4 separate regions of the Mus musculus genome follow, and all the other regions are linked to region 1. Evidence: chromatin contacts called from public HiChIP or PLAC-seq and promoter capture Hi-C data. All regions are on one chromosome and are shown on one strand. The core of a region is the stretch at or near the end of the contact, and the rest is flanking DNA. Distances in the headings are between cores, read along the strand shown. Region 1 holds the start of Taf8 (TATA-box binding protein associated factor 8). Region 2 has its middle 55 kb from the start of Ubr2. Region 3 holds the start of Mdfi (MyoD family inhibitor). Region 4 has its middle 22 kb from the start of Tfeb.

Region 1 (3,115 bases), core at 344-2,843:
ACATAAAATGAATAAGTAAATTGAGAGAGAGAGATTGATTGATTGATTGATTGATTAGGCTGGGTGGTGGTGGCACGTGCCTTTGATCCCAGCACTCAGGAGGCAGAGGCAGATGGATCTATGAGTTCAAAGCCAGCCTGATCTACAGAGTGAGTTCCAGGAGAGCCAGGGGTACACAGAGAAACCCTGTCTTGAAAAACCAAAGCGGGGAAGGGTTATATTAAAAAACAAAAACAAATTCAAAGACAGAAAGGAGACGTTCTTGGGGCTGTGGAGAAGACCGAATCCAGTGTTGTTCAGGGATACAGGGCTTTGGACATGGATAACGCTGAGAGTTGTGTAACACTTAATGCCACTTAATGCCGCTGCAGACGACTGAAATGACAAGGTTGCTATTTGTGTCTCTCCCACATGTATAAGCATCGAAACAGTCTCATTCTACAATGGACATGTGTGTTTCTTCTGCCTGAAGCTGAGTCTCTAACAGTCTTCCAAGAGAAGGGGAGAGAGAATCTGGGATGGAGTTCACGGAGCTGGGGGGGGGTCTGTAAAGGAAACAGCGGGCCTAGTGTTTCTTGGTACTCACAGCTCTGCAGCATCTCTGTCAGTGTCTCCACAGACGCTTTCTCGGCACTCTCAAATCCCGCCTCTGTCAGCAAGGAGCTCACAACCACTTGCAGGGTCCTCCTCCGGGCCAGATGGTAGTTATCAGCAGGGTTAGTGGATTGCTTACTTCCCGGTCTCTGGAAATCAGAAGCCCAGAGTGAGACTTTGAACCACTAGATGTGTGTGTTTTGCGCGCGTGTGTGTGTTCCTGCGAGTGCAGGTGCCGCGCTGGCCCGGATTCCGTGAAGCAGGAGTTACAGGTGATTGTGAGCCACTCCACCAAACTCAGGTCCTCTGAAAGACCAGCAAGTCCGTCTTAACCACTAAACCATCTCTCCAGCCCCATTCACTTCTTTCTGGAGCAAAGTTACAGGAGCGGGTCTGTGGTGGGCACGCCTTTATTCCCAGCACCCGGGAGGCAGAGGCAGGCGCGAGAGGAGGCAGGAAGAGAGAGGGAAAAGCAAAGGAAGAATATATACACGAATGATGGTACTGAGCGAATAAATCTACTATCTTCTTGTCCCATCACACCATTTCAGTAACCAGGAAAATTAAACCAGCTACCACCACAGGATGCAGAGGAGAGCTAGGCATCACCGCAGAGAAAGGCAGAGCAAGTAAATATTTTACGAAGTTCCAACTTCGGCCGGCCAGTAAGAGGATAAAAACAGCCTCTTCAGACCAATCAGAAGGAGTTCCGGGTTCCCACCTCAACAAGGAACAAGCCAATCAAGTCTCAGATGCAGCAATTCAGGAGGCCGCTGCCAAAAGCCAAGCAGCGGGGACCGCCTACGGCCAGAGATACTCTCCAGCCCCGGGTCTCAGAGCGGGCCTGGGCTTCTCGGTTCGAGACCGTGGCCCAAACCGTGGGAGAGATCCAGAAGACCCAAACTCTTTCGGCTTCACGCCGCGCCTCTCCACCCTTACCGTTCCGGAGCCACCAGGCCCGGCCGCCGTGTCAGCCATCTTGCTCTTGCGTAGTGTGCGTGAGCGCGGGGCACGATGGGACTTGTAGTTGCGGGGTGGGAGGTGGAGAAGGGCGGGGCCGCGGGTGCCCCGCCTTATAGAAAAGCTCTACGAACACGTGTGAGTCTGGGGTGGGGGTGGAGGGAGCTCGGGATAGCCCAAGCTCACGTGGCGTTGTGTGACCCAAGCTTTCTTGGACACTTAAGTCAGTAGCTGTAGCAATTGATCTGGAAGACGCACTGTGAGATGCACTGAGTTAAAAGAAACATATTTTGTCCAGGAGCCTGCCGTCTGTAATCCTAGCACTTTGGAGCTGAGACCAGAGGATCTAGAGTTCCAGGCTAGCGTGGGCTATGCAATGAATTAAAGGCCAGTTTAGGACTACATAAGGAGACCCTTTCCCTGAAAAGAAAAGAATAAAAATAAAAACAAAAACAAAGCCATTTGTATGAAGTAAGTTCTCAGAAATACACTAAGAATACAATTTGGGTCTGGAGAGATGGCTCAGCGGTTAAGAGCACTGATTGCTCTTCCAGAGGTCTTTAGTTCAATTCCCAGCAACCACGTGATGGCTCACAACCATCTACAATGAGAACTGGCGCCTTCGCAGGGCCTTGGTGGTGCACGACTTTAATCCCAGCACTTGGGAGGCAGAGGCAGGTGGAGTTCTGAGTTCGAGGCCAGCCTGGTCTACAGAGTGAGTTCCAGGACAGCCAGGGCTACAAAGAGAAAACCCTGTAAAAAAAAAAAAAAAGAAAAAGAAAAAGAAAAAGAAAAAGAGGGGCTGGTGAGATGGCTCAGCGGTTAGGAGCGCCGACTGCTCTTCCAAAGGTCCTGAGTTCAAATCCCAGCAACCACATGGTGGCTCACAACCATCCGTAATGAGATCTGATGCCCTCTTCTGGTGTGTCTGAAGACAGCTACAGTGTATATAATAAATAAATAAATATTTTAAAAAAAGAAAAAGAAATCTGGCGCCCTCTTCTGGTGTGTCTGAAGACAAGACCAATATACCCACATGTATGCAATAAATAAATATTTAAAAACAAAAAAACACTTTGGTTCTGCTTGCTCTTCCAGAGGTTCTGAGTTCTATTCCCAGCAGCCACATGGTGGCTTACAATTATCGGTAATGGGATCCAATGCCCTCTTCTGGTGTGTCTAAAGACAGCTACAGTGTGTGTATTCATATAATTGAAACAAATAAATCTCTTTTAAAAATACACTTTGGGGCAGAGAGGTGGCTCAGTAGTTAAGAACACATACTGGGCTGGAGAGATGGCTCAGTGGTCAATCAGAGCACTGACTCTTCTTCCTGGGGTCCTGAGGTCCTGAGTTCAATTCCCAGCAACCACATGGTGGCTCACAACCATCTGCAATGAGTTTGGATGCCCTCTTCTAGTGTGTCTAAAAGACAGCTACAGTGTACTCATATACATAAAATAAATAAAATCTTAAAAAAAAAAAAAAGAACAAACACATACTGCTCTTGGAGATGACCCAAATTTGAGCACTCATATTGAGTGTCACAACTGCCAGGTAG
Region 2 (3,115 bases), core at 213-2,712, 440 kb before region 1:
GTTTTATCTTCTTTTTAAAGAAAGATTTCTTCTATTTATTTATTTATTTATTTATTTATTTATTTATTTATTTATTTATTTATTTATTTTGTGTGTGTGTGTGTGTGTGTATGTATATGTGTGTCTATGTGAGATCACGAAGCTGTGCATGTTGGTGTCCACAGAGGTATCAGATTCTCTAGAGTTAGGGTTACAGGAGGCCTCCCAACATGGGCGCTGGTAACTGAACTTGGGTCCTCTGCAACTGTTCTTAACCACTAAACCATCTCTCTAACTCCAGGGTTTTCTTTTATTCTCTCCTCTCCTCTTCTCCTGCATATTCATATTCTCTCTCTCTCTCTCTCTCATATTTTTTTGTAGATTAAAATGTTGGCTGCATTATTATGCTCAGTTGCAAGGTGTGGAGAAGCCAGAGGAACATGGAAGGGGCTGGAGGGAGGGGCAAACACAGGTCTAGAGATGTGACCTTCCACACCCGATCATCTGCTTCCCAGAATCCTTTTGTAGTTTTCTGTTCTGCTTTGGATCCTTGAGAGGCCACAGCATTTCCTTGTTACACATTTACCCGTCTCTCCACGGTTAAAACCCTTCTTTCTTACAGTGGGAGGAACACAGCTATGAACCAGGCAAGGCATACGGCTCATCTTTGATGAGTGATTTGGGTACTTTCAATAACAATTCCAAGGCAGTGGCTGGGATTCTCAGCAGAGACAGGCAATTTCTGAGTTTGAGGTCTAGATCCTTCAGTCAGACTAGACAGGACACTTGTCAGGGGTCAACCATGCCAATGGTGTGACAGGCCAGTCCAGTGAAATGTAAGGCCAAGAGTGTGTTTACCTGGTAGAGTGGCAATAGTGGCAACTATTGCTGGTTGCCACTCAATTTTGATGCCCTGCCTGAAAGGATGGTATCCCAGGGGCATGGGTGTTAAGCCAGATTGCCGGGCTCCATGGGGAGGAGGTTGTATCTTGCCATACCAAGCTCTCCTTTGCTGTCCTGCTCACAAGGTTGCTGTTTGTATGAAGTGTGGCAGAAGACACATGTCCCTGTCCCAGGTTCCATTCAGAACTCGTAAGCCTGCAGGTAATCCTGAGCAGGTGTCCTTCAAGCCCCACTGCCCTGTCACTCCATGCTTCATTAGCTCAGGCCCAAACAGGAAGCAGGGAGTGAGAGCCAAGAGTGAGAGCTGTAGGACTCTGTGAACGGGACAGAAGTTTCCAGGTTCTGTAGAGTGAATGGACTCACCCAGGCTCCGTTCTGCTAGCTAGAGGCTTGCCCTCTCTCTTCATCCACCTCAGTTTCAAGAACACCCCAGTGCGTCTTTCCTGGCCCCTCTCCACGGGGCCCCAGTCTCTTCTTTGCCACTAATCCTGGCCTGTCACCAAGCAAATGACTAGGCTTGCAGGGGGCCGGGCCAGATTTCAGATGACTCAGATGGCCCATCCCACAGTGAGCCAAGCAGTTCCGGGCAGACCACGTGTGACCATGAGCTACCAAGGTCAGCCACTTGATAGGACACTCTACAGCAGCGACAAGATGAGCATCCCTTAAAGACTAATTCTTTTGTGCCGTGAAAGGGAAGTTTGACTAGATGGGCCCGGGCCCGGTGACTGTGGCACTGAGCAGTGCGCACCACCCAAGCCTTCTCCTCTCGCTGCCTTTGGGGACAGAGAGCTGAAGGAAGAGTGAGTCACTGTTTGGCCATGTCTCCTCTTCAGGATTTAATCCCTTAATGTAAAAGAGAATTAGGCAAGAGGATTAAGAGATTAAACAAGATTCATTACTGATTTCTTAAAAATTAAGCTCTGCCTCAAAATAACCTGTGTGGAGCCAAGTGTGAGCAGGTGAGGAGGGGCAAGTGCATATTGTCCAGGCACGGTTGATGCTATCTAGTGGCTTCTTGATAAAATCAACATCCAACAGCAACAAGCTTAGCAAGCGTCATTAATGTCTCTTCAGCCATGAAGGGAACTTACTGACCCACTCTTGGAGGGGATAGGCCTAGTGGAAGTGCTCCGGTCCTGGCATGGGGTAGCCTAGGGTTTCTCCTCATGTAGCACAGAGTTGGCCTCTTTCCCAGCGGTGACTCAGCTTTTCCAATCACTACCAGGCCAAACTCAGGGTTGGTAAGCTCCAGGCCATACTCTTGGGTGGGGTTGAGAAAGACATGGAAAACCAAAGCCAAACTAAAGACCTCTCTTTTCCTTCTTCAAGGTGTGTGAGTGTATGAGTCTCTGTGTGTATGTGTTTCTCTCTGTGTGCATGTCTGTGTGAGTCTGTGTGTGTATGTGTGTGTGTGTGTGTGTGTGTGTGTGTGTGTGTGTGTGTGTGTGTGTGAGGGGGGGGGGGAGAGAAAGAAAGAGAGAGAGAGACACTCTGTGGGTGTGAGTTCCTCTCTATGTGTGTCTGTGTGAGTCTCTGTGGCTATGAGTCTGTGTGTGTGTGTGTGTGTGTGTGTGTGTGTGTGTGTGTGTGAGAGAGAGAGAGGGGGGGGGAGAAAGAAAGAGAGAGACACTCTGTGGGTGTGAGTTCCTCTCTATGTGTGTCTGTGTGAGTCTCTGTGGCTATGAGTCTGTGTGTGTGTGTGTGTGTGTGTGTACATGTCTGTAGAGGCCAGAAGTCAGCATCAGGCATCTCCCTTGATGTCTCTCCATCTTAGCTTCTGAGAGAGGGTATCTTAACTGAGCCTAGCTTGCTCATTCAGCCACATGGGCTGGTCAGCCAGTCCCTGAGATCATCGTGTCTGTCTCCCCAGTGTTGGGATTAGGGGTGCATACCAAGGTACCTGGGGGTTTTTTGTTTTTGTTTTGTTTGTTTTTTTAAAATGTGGGCTCAAAGGGGTTGAATTCAGGATCTCATGTGGCATGGCAAGCACCTCACTGGCCCAGCTCCCCAGCCCTGTTTGTTTGTTAGTTTTCTAGATTACGTGGTCTGATCTCCTGTAGCCCAGACTGGCTTCAGATTCATTATGTATAGAGGATAGCCTTTGAACTTCTGATCCTCTTATCTCAACTTCCTTAGTGCCGGGATTACAGGCAAGCCCCCATGTCTAGTCTATATTGTGGTGGAAATTGAATTTAGAGCAGTGGTTCTCAGCTTTCCGAATGCTGGGCCC
Region 3 (3,115 bases), core at 322-2,821, 330 kb after region 1:
TGGTGAAGTCAGAACACAGACACATTAGACTCCACTGGCCAGGCATCACTCAGTTTTGGGAGACTTTCCACCTCTACAGTTGGGAGAGGCCAGGCCAGGTAGACAAGCAGCCAAGACCATCCCCCAAACAGAGAGACAAACTTGGGTGGCGGAGGCTCAGGGTAGGGGCGAGAGGTGGGGGTGGAGACCCAGGCCTAGAGCAGGAGAAAGAACGTGTCCAAGGCCATGATGGGAGTTTGAGGTCCAGGATGACCTTGGGTTTTCATTACTGACAGTGTTGGGGAAAGGAGAGGTTGGTTTTGGTGGGAGGAAGGCAGGGCCTCTGACTGAGCCCAAATAGGGGCTTAAGTCAGGAAACCTGGGCCTACACCTCTGCACCCTGGCCACTCTGACTCTGAACGAATCTGGATGTCCATATGAGCCTCTAGGAAACTCTAGACTGTGAGGGCCGGGGGTTGGAAGGCTAAATTGGCAGAGGTGCCCCCAGGGAACCACACTCTCTTCCTTAGTCTGTAGGCTCCTGGGGCAATCAGGGTAGTTTAGCCTCTGAGGTGGGGGAAGGGACATTTTACTACGTTGTAGATTGTGTGTGTGTGTGTGTGTGTGTGTGTGTGTGTGTGTGCCAGCGTGAGTCCCATATAGGGTAGGGTAGGGACTGACGGGAGGGAATTTCAGCTAGCAAGAAGGAGAGAAGGGGCCAGGTTCCTAACCACTAGTTGCTGAGACAAAAGTTTTCAAAGAGCGCTCCAGCTACATTCTGCTTAGTTTGGGGGAAGGGAAGAAGAGAGACTCAGACACTGCCCCCCCCTCCCTGCCACACACCCCGCCTAAGGCCCTCATAAATATTTACACACTGGGCAGAAATGGTTCGGCCACAAATCCCAATATTATGGGCAGACATCGCAGACATCACGGAGTGTGTGTGTGTGTGTGTGTGTGTGTGTGTGTGTGTGTGTGTAGCTGGGGCTAGGGGGAGTTGGAGCCAACTCTGCACAGCCATGGCCGCCTGCTCCGGGCCCTGCCTCCTCACCCTAGCCCTCTACTCCCCTCTTATCCCCTTGGACCTGGTCCCCAATACTGAGACTTCCCATCCCCACCCCCACCCAAGCTCCTGGGAGCCATCCGCCTGTACGTCTCCAAGAGGACCAACAACCCCACCCCCAAAACTTCTCTCAGCCTCCACACCACTCTGGTCTAACCTTCGATCTCCATTCCCGCTCCTACCTGGGTCCAGGGCAGCGCTGGGGACTCCATGAGGCGCGTCGCAGCGAGAAGGGCACTGACCGCTCACCTGGGACATCGGCCTGGGACCTGGAGAAAACAGCGCTCAGCGGGCGGGGCAGGCCTCCCTCGCGTGTGCGTGGGGAAACGGAGTGGGTGCCCTAGCGCATACTCGTGCAAGCTGCGCGCTGCTGGCCTAGGCAGGTCACCTCGTGGACCCCGCCATGCGACACCTGGGTGTCGCCCGCGCCCCCTCCCCGCTCACTCGCTCTTGGCTCCCATTCCAGCGCCAGCTCGCACCCACCGATCGCCCCTTCCTTCTTCCTTCTCTCGTTCCAGCCCCCTCGCTCCTCCCCTCTTCCCTGGCCCACCCCGTCCCCGCCCCCTCCTCGCTGTCTCAGCCCCCCTCAGGCGTCCCCTCCCCCGTGCGGGACTCGCTGCTGCCAGGGCAGGACACGTCTGTCCGCGGGGCGTCCGAGGCCTGAGCCCCCACAGGAAGCCAGCTCGTCTGGTTTCCTCCCCTCGCTCAGAGCCAGGATCTCCAGTCTCCCCAGATCTCCGCCTACCCAGGGCCGGGAGAACCTCGCGGCTTGCACAAGGGGCCGCATGTTTTCCTTCGGTCTTAAACTTTGTAAAAGTTTCCAGAATATCAAAAGAAAGAAGTCACAATCATCCTGGGACAATGGTCTGAATAGTAGTAGCCCTCAAATCGCGTTGTCCCGAAGATCAGAGCAATCTAGTTCTTTTGGTGCCCTTTGTTCAAGTCCTGGATTTCCATTTCGGAGCTGGGTGCCTGGAGTTAGGGGCTCAGTCCGTCAGAAACTGGCTCTCCGGGAAGCTGGGCTGGTGTCGCATCAGCCTCCTGGTCCCATAGCAGCCAAAAACACCCCCAAGGCCCGCCATCCCCGCCAGTGCCAGTTGGACACGGGAATTCATTTTAGACAGACTGCCCATCACCAGGCTGTCACTCCAACTTTCTCACACGAGGGTGAGTGTAGAAGGAATTGAGGAGAGGCCAGTCTGTTGATCCGGCTGGTATGGTAAGCTCTGGCTGTGCGGAGGAACTGTCACCAAAAAGTGGGGGGGGGGCTCGGAGACCCTCAGAGTGACCCCAGGAGCTTGTAGGCAGCCAGGTGGGGCTTGGCAGGTCCGTGGAGGTGATTCTCAGGTGAGAAGTCCCTCTGGGACTCACACTGGACCTGAGCTGCCTCCAAGCCCGGCGGCGTCTGGGTCCACACCACCAGAGCTAATTAGGGAGGCGGCGGCGCCAGGACACCTCCTCTCAGCCTGCGTTACAACCGAGAGGAAAGCTGGGACGCCAAAGATGGAGCTCCCCCTCGGTCGCCTCCCAGTCCTCGAAGTCACTACTTACAGCTCTTGTAGGTCTTCTGGGCGCCGTCGGGGCCGGGACCCGCGTGGCCCCCACGGCGCCCGCAGCTCTCTCACCGCCCTCGGCCACGTTCCGGGGATAGGCAGGGGTGGCTGCGCTGGGGGGAAAGTGGGACGGGAGGGAGTCCCGCCCTGGACGTCTAGATGCTCGCTGCGGGAGACTTGGCGCCCTAGAGCCTCGGAGGTCAGGCTGCTGTCTGGGGGCGTCGCAGAGTTTGGGAGCACTCCTCCTTCCTGGTAGCGGCTGAGTCACTGCGACGCGCCCGCGGGAGGGTTTGGCGGCTGCTGCATTCTTCCCGGCTTACCTGAGCCGGTAGGCCGGGCCTCACCTGCCTTCAAAAGCAGCTCCCCAGTCTCTCCTTAGCTTCAGCGCCCCGCCTTTTTAAGTTTTTCTGTTTCAGATCAGGGCCTCTGGGACTAACGCAATCCTTGAGCCTCTTTGTTTCTAGGTCGTCCAGGAGGATGTCAAAGCGCCCCACCCCCCCTACCCCGTCAGAAGTCTACC
Region 4 (3,115 bases), core at 211-2,710, 260 kb after region 1:
GTTCTACACACACACAAACACAATTCTACACACAAACACACACACATAGACACATCCACATACAAATATGCACCTATGTACACACTCACACACAAACACATGCACACCTATATACACATATATACACATGTACACATCCACACACACATCTGTACACATACATCCACACAAATGCACACATACACATCTATCCATACATACACCTCTATACATCTGAACACACACACACACACACACCTATACACACACACACACAGATCCATATACACACATACACACACACACACACACCTATATACACACATACCTATATACACACACATCCATCCACACACATCCACTCACACACACATGGATTATGCATGTTCTACTGTGTGAGGCTGACAGGATGCCCGTGACTACTCTTGCTTGGCTAGGAAAATGGAGGCCTTTGCCCTTCGGAAAATGAGCGACCTGTCATCTATCTGTGTCTCAGGGGCAAAGGTTGTCACTGTGACTTTTATTTGTGACCTTTGGGGAGTGTGGGCTGCACATTTGTGTAATCTGTTGTGGAGCCTCAGAGGGAGCAAGGGCAGCAAGCTCCTGTCACCAGGTGCCTTCCCAGCTCAGGAGAACGGAAAGTGATCTCAGCAAAGGGCCGAAGCCTGAGGTACCACGTTGGCTTCCTCCCTTCCCCATGCCCACGGGAGCTTCACTCTCACTCCCTGCTCGAACCCTGCTTGTTCCTGGGGGACATGGCTGCCTTTTCCTGCAGTTTAATGCCCCTATCTGTGGAGCTTCAGCCTGCAGCCAAAGGAGGCATGGAGGCCCAGAGTGCAGGCACTGGCGATCCCTGCCCCAGAGGAAGTGGCCGGACGAAGTCCAGTCTGGGACACTGTGGTCAACACCTGATACCGTCTGAGTGATTTTCTGCCTTGAGACCTGCCAGGGAGAGGAGCAGGCAGCTGAACCTGCCCACGGCCTGCTTGGCATGCTGGCTACAGCCAGCTGGTGACTCATTCCCCCAGGGAGGATGCCCAGTACAGGCTATATGGCCAGAGGTCCGGGGTGCCTCAAAAAACCTGTGCAAGTGAAGCCCACACTGGGCAGGCTGTGGAGGGAGCAGAAAAGTCCCACATGTGGGGCCAGGCCACTCTCTTGTCCCTCTGCCCTCTCCGTCACTGGGACTACAATCCCAGGATACACTGTCTCTGTCATGCAAAATCCCTCACAAGAGAGCAGGCAACTAGCGGAGATTCAGGAGTCCCTCTTCCTAGTGGCCTGTTTGCCTTCTCCTCCCTGGACCAAGGCTAGGGAGTACTTGCCTATCCCTGTAGCCTTTTCTCCAGCCTGCTGCCCAGGAGGGGTGGGAGGCTCTCTTCGGGGAAATGAATTCTTGGCCGGAGCCCAGATGCTGGCCTGCCTAGCTTTGCTCCAGGGTGATGCTGGGTGTACACACAGCCCCATTGTGTGCCTGGGCCTCAGGCCTGCGTCATGGGCCTGGCACCAGCACTATCAACACCAGCACTGGCTCCCACAAGGGCCTGAGCCCTCAAGCTCTGGTGAGGGGGCAGGGGCGCTGGTGATTAGGAGAGACTTCTGTGGTGGGGCCAGGGGTGCGGAGTTGCTTGACTGCTGGTCCCCGAGTTCAGGCTGGACCCCCCAGCTCTTCACAGCCAAGCTTGGAAAAAGCAAGGCAAACTTCTTCCCGAGAAACAGCTTCGTCTGGGATCTGAAGGGAACCAGATACGTGAGGACATAGAGCCCCCATGTGCTCTGTAAAGCAAAGGGAATAGTAATCAAGGGTGGTATGGTTGGTGGGGGCAGCAAGCCTCCAAGGCTAGAAAGCAGGCTCTGCCTCAGTTTCCCTATGCCAGCTGTATTGTATATACCCTACCAATAAGGGAAAGTTGTACAGAGGTGAGCTGTGGCCAAGACTGGGCTTAGAATCTCTCTCTCGAGCTCTATAGGCTGGGCCTGAGCCCCCTTCCCAGGCCTAGTTCCACTGGCAAACAGGACATCCTGCCTCTGGATGCTTCTATTCTGAGAGTTTGGCTTGAGTCTCTGTAGCTCCTCAGGTTTCTAGCCTGAAGGGGGCCTCTGTAGCAAAGGAACCTGCCATGAGCCACCTGGCTCCCAGCAAGAAGGGTCCCACCCTGCCTTACACTCAAGCTGAAGGCCAAAGGGAGAGTCCCCAGACATGTCCCCTGTGGGGTCCCTGTTTTCACCTCCTTAGTTGTACCTAGTCCAGGAGCCCCAGTCCCCAGGCCCATCTTCCTAGCTGCCTTGCCCATCCTGGGCATGAGGCCCGGCATCTTCCTTCAGTACCTCAGCAAAGGGACAGGGAATTCCTTAAAGGTGCCTGTGAGACTGAGATGCCAGGATTGGCGCATGGGGACAGGTGGAGATGGTAGGAACTAGAAGGAGACGCCCAGGGTGGTGTCTGTCCCGGAGTCTCCCCCCGTGCTGCTCGGACGTACTGCTCCGTTTATACCTTTCCCAACACCCTGCCATTGTGTCCTCCCCTCATGACACAGCAGTGGATAAAACAAGCTCTCAATGCATGAGCATGGCAGGCGTGACCCAGAGGGTAGCATTGGGTACTGGAAGGATTGTGGGTGGTGCCGAGGAAGAGAAGCACCAGGAAAGGCCTTGGAAAGCTCACACACTAATCAGAAACCGGGGCAGGGGACTAGAAGTTCGGGTCAGCTGTTCTGAACACATGTTGCTCTTACAGAGGACCCAGGTTTGATTCCCGACACATGGTGGCTCGCAGCTATCTGTCTTTCCAGTTCTAGGGGACCCAACACTCTCTTCTGATCCCTGCAGGCTCTGGGCATGCACGTGGTACACATACATACATACATTCATGCATGCATGCATGGAAAAGACACACTCATGAAATAAAAAAAAAATTCAAACATTGGACAGAGACTTCTCAGTGCCTCAGCTTCTCAACATCTTCTTCTTCATTACCATCTTCTTCATCATCATCTTCTTCATCTTCTTCTTCTCCTCCTCCTTCTTCTTCTCCTCCCCTTCCTCCTCCTCCTCCTCCTCCTCCTCCTCCTCCTCCTCCTCCTCCTCTATTTATTTATTGAGTACACTGTCACTGTCTTCAGACACACCAGAAGAG

The links. Promoter capture Hi-C pulls out the DNA fragments that hold promoters and counts their contacts. HiChIP or PLAC-seq counts read pairs in DNA pulled down with a chosen protein or histone mark.
Region 2: a FOXA1 HiChIP or PLAC-seq map of pancreatic cancer cells shows a contact between it and region 1. The contact joins the enhancer-like site here to the promoter of Taf8 in region 1. A contact is called at or near these places in 2 of 39 promoter capture datasets (cranial neural crest and hippocampal neurons) and 2 of 115 datasets of contacts at active chromatin or transcription factors (the NIH/3T3 cell line and pancreatic cancer cells).
Region 3: a promoter capture Hi-C map of embryonic stem cells shows a contact between it and region 1. The contact joins the promoter of Mdfi here to the promoter of Taf8 in region 1. A contact is called at or near these places in 5 of 39 promoter capture datasets (embryonic stem cells, hippocampal neurons, liver and 1 more) and 1 of 115 datasets of contacts at active chromatin or transcription factors (pancreatic cancer cells).
Region 4: a FOXA1 HiChIP or PLAC-seq map of pancreatic cancer cells shows a contact between it and region 1. The contact joins the enhancer-like site here to the promoter of Taf8 in region 1. A contact is called at or near these places in 5 of 484 Hi-C or Micro-C datasets (B cells, the G1E-ER4 cell line, erythroblasts and 2 more), 3 of 115 datasets of contacts at active chromatin or transcription factors (effector CD8 T cells, microglia and pancreatic cancer cells) and 2 of 9 other capture datasets (adipose tissue and liver).

What each region holds. Positions count from the first base shown.
Region 1 is chr17:47,500,698-47,503,812 of GRCm38.p6, forward strand. Taf8 (TATA-box binding protein associated factor 8) reads right to left here and starts at 1,594. Exons shown (of 9, transcript NM_022015.4): 1 at 1,534-1,594; 2 at 587-743. The coding sequence starts at 1,572.
Region 2 is chr17:47,063,644-47,066,758 of GRCm38.p6, forward strand. No RefSeq gene overlaps it. Among named protein-coding and RNA genes, the nearest start is that of Ubr2, 55 kb to the left of the region's middle. Within about 2 kb of position 1,463, at least 82 of the 459 cell types and tissues checked have an H3K27ac peak or open chromatin away from gene starts, as enhancers often do. A contact at or near this core is called in the NIH/3T3 cell line and pancreatic cancer cells, where this site is marked.
Region 3 is chr17:47,831,720-47,834,834 of GRCm38.p6, forward strand. It overlaps Mdfi (MyoD family inhibitor), which reads right to left and starts at 1,572. Exons shown (of 4, transcript NM_001276390.1): 1 at 1,225-1,572. The coding sequence starts at 1,300.
Region 4 is chr17:47,761,726-47,764,840 of GRCm38.p6, forward strand. It overlaps a transcript of Tfeb not described here. Among named protein-coding and RNA genes, the nearest start is that of Tfeb, 22 kb to the right of the region's middle. Within about 2 kb of position 1,461, at least 163 of the 459 cell types and tissues checked have an H3K27ac peak or open chromatin away from gene starts, as enhancers often do. A contact at or near this core is called in adipose tissue, liver, myocytes and 1 more, where this site is marked.